Regions from separate parts of the Oryctolagus cuniculus genome. Here region 1 is linked to region 2. Evidence: chromatin contacts called from public Micro-C data. All regions are on one chromosome and are shown on one strand. The core of a region is the stretch at or near the end of the contact, and the rest is flanking DNA. Distances in the headings are between cores, read along the strand shown. Region 1 holds the start of MEF2A (myocyte enhancer factor 2A). Region 2 overlaps LRRC28 (leucine rich repeat containing 28).

Region 1 (2,700 bases), core at 174-2,673, 270 kb before region 2:
GCCCCGACCACCGACCACCGTCCCCCGCCCCGCACCGCCCCGACCCCGACCACCGCCCCCAGCCTGGACGCCTCGGCCCCGACCACCGCCCCCCGCCCCGCAGCGCCCCGGCCCCGACCACCGCCCCCCGTCCCGCAGCGCCCCGACCACCGCCCCCCGTCCCGCAGCGCCCCGACCACCGCCCCCAGCCCCGCAGCGCCCCGACCACCGCAGCGCCCCGACCACCGCCCCCGCCCCGCAGCCCGGCCCCGACCACCGCCCCCCGCCTGGACGCCGCTGACAGCCGCGCACCGGCCGAGCCCGGCCCCGGCGTCCCGCCCCGGCCCCGACCACCACCCCGCTCCGCCGGCCGAGCGCGCCAACTCGGCGCCCCCCGCCCCGGGGAACTCCGTCAACTTTCGGGGAGGCGGCGCCCACCGCCGGCCCCCGTCCCCAGGCGCGGCGCGGGCCCGAGGTGGCGGCTCGCGACGACCCCGCGCGGCCGCGCCTCCGTCCGCCCGGGCCGCGGCGCCCGCCAGACCCCCGGGCCCGCCCGCCTGCCCGCCCGCGGGGCGCCGCGCCCCCGGCTGCACCGGCGCCGCGCCCCTGCGCGCCGACCCCGACCCCGCCGCCCCGCGCCGCCCCGCGCCGCCGCGTGCCCACGGCCGCGGCCCCCTCCCTGCCGGGCTCGGGCTCGTCCCGGCGGCCCCCGGCGCCCGCAGACGCCCCTGCTCGGCCCCGCCGCCCCCCGCCCTGCAGCACCCCCACCTCACCCCTGCCCGGTCCCCTTCACGGAGACGCCGCCCCCTCTGGCGCGGACGGCCCCGCGGACGGGGCCCCGCCGCTCGCGGCCCTCACCGTGTCCCCGGCGCAGCTGGCGGGCGCACACACGCCGCAGCCCCGGTCCGCCACCAGCGCGCCGCGCCGCCCGGAGCCGCCTCCCTCAGCCCGGGACTCGCCGGGACATCCGCGCACGGATCCCCACACCGGGGCTATTTTTAGGAGCCAGGCCTCGGCCAGACCGGAACTCGTTCCCGGGCGCGCGTGCGCACTGCGCCCCGCCGCGGTGTCCCTCCGCCAGCCGGGCCCGGCGCGCTCGCCCGCCGCTCTCCCCTCGCCTCGCCGGGGAGGTGTCTGTCTTAGGGCCGACCCAGCCTCCGAGCAGGTCCTGCGGGCCCTGCGGCGCGGAAGACGAGGGTCCGCGCCCAGAGGGACGCTCTTTGGCAGCGGTCGCTCTTGCACAAGGACGTGAGGGGCGGACTATGTTTTCCGGGTGGCTGAGGAGACGGCTCACCCGGCACAGGAAGGAGATGACGGCGGCTTGGCGCCGGGCTGCGGGCTGGGGCTCGCCTCCCTGCGAACGACCGTGGTCCCCTGGAAGGGCTGCCGGTCACTTGACGAGGCCGGGGCGCCTCCCAGGGCGGGGCGGCCCCGCGGGAGCCGCGCTAGTGACGCGGCGCGTGGCAGGTCGCCGCGCGTGGCCCGCGCGCAGCCAACCCCGGGCGTCGGGGGCGGGGCGCGGGTGGCGCGCGGCCGGCGTCCAGGGCCGGGCGGCGTCCGGGAGTGCGGCCGGGCCGGGGCCAGCGCCGCGCCCTCGGTCGGGGCCGCTGGCGGCGGCCGCGCCCACGCGCTCCCCGTGCCCGGAGCCGCACCTGTGCGCGCGCTCGGCGAGCACGGGGGGACCCCAGCCCCGGGGAGCCCAGGACGTGCAGGGGTCCTTTCCGCCCGTCCAGCCGGGCTCCCCTTGTCCTGACTCCTCAGGGTGCCTAGGGTGCCCGCGGCGCTGAGCTAGAGGATAAGCCCCCGGTGATACGACGTGGGCGAGCAGAGCCAGTTTCTGTTCCCATTTTACAGCTGAGGACAGGGAAGGGGAGGCTTGAAGTGAGCTGTCAGGGTCACAGCTCTTGAGAGAGGCGCCCGGAGGACTTGAACTCCTAACCGCGCTGCGGGCCCGAGTTTTAGGAGAGAGAGGTTTGGAAATGTGGTTGAAGTCGCCTGGGTGTTTTGAGGGGGGTTACTGATTTGTTCCATTGAGATCTTTAAGAGGTGAGCAGTTATCGGTCCTCGTTTCGGGGCCACACCGCCTGCACCCGCGCCCAGAGGTGCCTGAGCAGTGGACACAGAGCCAAATGATTGTTTTCCAATGAAGAGGCAAAGCCCAGTCCCACAGCACTGAGAAACGAAGGGACGGGGTGGGTGGGCAGCGGGGAAGAGGAACCGGGAAGTTGCAAAGGAAGCCGGAGGCTCGCTGGCTTCCTCTCTCCAGGACGACAAAGCCATGTGCTGGGGAGGGCCCAGCACAAAGGCGGCACCGACACCAGACTCTGCTCAAAACCCAGTGTTTCAGGGCAGCCAGCACCGGGGCCCAGGGAGGTTTGCGCACACATAGAACCCTGGTGTGCATCCCAAGTCAGGTGGGGATGCGTGCTTTTTAGCCAGCCAGAAGCTGCGCCGTCTCCTGGATTTGGCGCCTGCACTCCGGGAAAATGAGAGTTGGATAGGTTCTCTTCAAACCTCAGGGCGCGGAGCCGAGCGACAGTAAGAAGCGCCGCCCTGCTTGCCACCTGCCTCTGCCTTGGAGGGAGGGGAGGGCCTAGGAGAACAGCCTGTGCCCCTGGGGGGCTCCCCCGCAGCTTCCTGGGGCACTGAGAGCCATCCCGGGCTGCCCACCCCCTGCCCATCCCAGTGTGGCTGGTCGCCGGGCCCAGAGCGTGGCAGGGA
Region 2 (2,700 bases), core at 73-2,572:
CCCCCTCTCTCTAACCCTGCCTTTCAAATCAATCAATCTTTTAAAGAAACGTTGATGAACCAAAACACAAAGGTGTGGAGTCAGCACTGGGCCTGGCGGTCAAGTCGCCGGCATTCCACGTTAGAGCACCTGGGCCCATGCCTGCCCTGGCTCTCCATTCAGCTTTGAGCTTATGCAGACCTTGGGAGGCAACAGATAGCGCGAATGGTTGGGTTCCTGCCACCCTGAGACCTGGACTGAGTTCCTGGCGCTCAGCTTTGGGCCCAGTCCAGCCTCGGTCCTTGTGGGTGTTTGGGGAATCAATCAGCAGATGAGACGTCTCTTTCTAACTCTCTCTCTAACCAAGCTTTTCTAAAATTTAAAATCAAAGGTGTAAACATAACTTAGCATCATGGAAGTAATCTTCAAAAGAACCAAATCGAACGGTGGGAGGATGAAAAAAACCGTTCACTGTCGGCATCAAGCACCACGCGCAGTCGTAGTAGTAACAGTAACAGAGTTCCCCAAAGCACGGCCTTCCGGAATTCTGCCGCAAAGCTGCAGCTCCCCAGAGATGCACCTTTCACCCTCACTGCCCCGGGTGAGACACAGAAAATCCCAATCCACATGGTAAAATTCTGTAAGTCCACTAATTGAGCACTAAGACTGCACTACTAAAAGTCACAAATCAATACATGAAAATGACACATCCTAACAGTTCAAATTACTTAGTTTCATTTTTGTCTTTTTTTTTTAAAAATGTGAATAAACAGACTCACAGTTCCACAAGGTTTGGAAGCTTCTGAGCAAGGTTTTCTGGCTGAAAATTAAAAACTCAGAATTAAATTTTATTTTTGAAAAATGTATAAACATTTCTAATTTGCTTAAGCACAAAGTATTACCTTCTGGTGGGGCACACAACTTGAGAAATAATAAACCAGCCTGCCTGCAGGTTATGCTTACACAGACCATACTATAACTTACACATTTAAACATTCAAAATCAATGTCCCTTAGAGAACCCAGAAACCTCTTCCATGGAAGAAATAAAAATGTCTTAACAGACGCAGAGAGGAGAGCGCTATGTGAGGACAGAGCCAGACAGGGGCAAGGAGCCCCAGGGCCACAGTGGGGCAGGGGGTGGGGGGGTGGAGGTGGGGGGGGTGGTGGGGGGTGGAGGTGGGGGAGGGGGGTGGTGGGGGGTGGAGGTGGGGGAGGGGTGAGCAGCGTCTCCTCCCAGCTCCAAGAAGGAGGCAGCAAAACCACATCTGGGTTTCCATGGGCAGGGGGCGATACTTCCTGGCAGCCTTAAGACACCAAGGCCCCACCCACCCCAACTCCCAAAGAGAAAGTCAGGGAAATTCGCAGCCCAGCTCCAGTGGGAATAAACAGAGGAAGCTGAGCTCACGCAGGACAAGGGTGTGTCTCCCTGCTCACGGTCCTGAGGGCACAGCAGAGGCAAGGAGGGGCAGGGACAGGAAACCAGCCACCGAGAAGGGGGAGCGAACAGGAATCTGGGTCCCTCGTCCAAAATCCAAAATCGGAGTCCTGAGAGACTGGCCCGCCCAGGGTGAGGGAACGCCCCTCTGTGCTGCAGGCTGTGGGTGAGGAAGCCTCCAGTAAACATCCCGGGCAGCCGGTGTGCACAAGGAGCTTCCCTTGCACTGAGGAACTGCGCTACCTTTTCTAAGACTTACGTCATCTATTGGAAAGGCAGAATCGCAGAGCAAGGGAGAGACAGAGACAGAGGTTTTCAATCTGCTGGCTCACTCCTCAAATGGCTGCAACAGCCGGGGCTGGGCCAGGCTGAAACCAGGAGTCAGGAACTTCATCTGAGTCTCTCACATGGGTGCAGGACCCCAAATACTTGGACCATCTTCCACTGCATTCCCAGGGGCATTAGCAGGGAGCTGGATTAGAAGTGGAACAGCCAGGACTCACTGGCGCTCACACGGGATGCAGGCTGCAGCCTGACCTCCTGTGCCACAACACTGGCACCTACAATATCTTTTCATCCCACTTTTCCATGCAAGTTTTGAAGTCCCTTTGTATATAAAATCAATCTGTCAATCTCTCTCTCTCTCTTTCTCTCTCTCTCTCTCTCTCTCTCTCTCTCTCTCTCACACACACACACACACACACACACACACACACACACAGAGTTCAAGTTTACGAGTACACAAAGGAATGAGTGGCTAAGAGTGAAGGTGCACTCTGAGGAGCTGTGGTTCTTGTCAGCCACATTCACGCACAACATACAATGAGCTAGACACCAACAACGAAGGACTGCGAATGCCTTTTGAGAAGACACGTGGTCTGACTCAGTTTGGAAGGCCACCGTAAATTCTAAGAATTGACGTGGGGTGGAGGGAGCTGGCTCTGGCTGCTCTCCAGGCCCAGCAGGCATCCTAGGAAAAAGCAAAGAGCACGAGGTGTGTTTAGGGAGTCGCAGGGATGATCGATTTGGCTGCAGCTCTAACTGCACTGCTGAGGAGGCCCCCACCTGCAGGAGACAGGCAGGTCAACAGCAAAAGCACCGAGGGTCACGGAGTTTCCGATTTGCAGTAACAAAAGTAGTTTTCAGTAATAGTGATTGTCATTAAGAAAAAGATGAGGATTCCTATTCTCTACCTACTCATGTCACTTGAACTTTCAATAATAAGCATGTATGCTTTTTTTTTTTTTTTGACAGGCAGAGTGGACAGTGAGAGAGAGAGACAGA

What was found. Hi-C and Micro-C count contacts between places; a contact is called where the count stands out from the background.
Region 1: a Micro-C map of ear pinna shows a contact between it and region 2, with 2.8 times the contacts expected there. The contact joins the promoter of MEF2A here to the enhancer-like site in region 2. A contact is called at or near these places in 2 of 6 Hi-C or Micro-C datasets (ear pinna and an unstated tissue).

Annotation. Positions count from the first base shown.
Region 1 is chr12:9,277,032-9,279,731 of mOryCun1.1, reverse strand. It overlaps MEF2A (myocyte enhancer factor 2A), which reads right to left and starts at 1,423. Exons shown (of 11, transcript XM_051822954.2): 1 at 1,274-1,423.
Region 2 is chr12:9,004,408-9,007,107 of mOryCun1.1, reverse strand. It overlaps LRRC28 (leucine rich repeat containing 28), which reads right to left. Exons shown (of 9, transcript XM_051822974.2): 3 at 759-799. Among named protein-coding and RNA genes, the nearest start is that of LRRC28, 20 kb to the right of the region's middle. Within about 2 kb of position 1,322, at least 2 of the 8 cell types and tissues checked have an H3K27ac peak or open chromatin away from gene starts, as enhancers often do. A contact at or near this core is called in ear pinna, where this site is marked.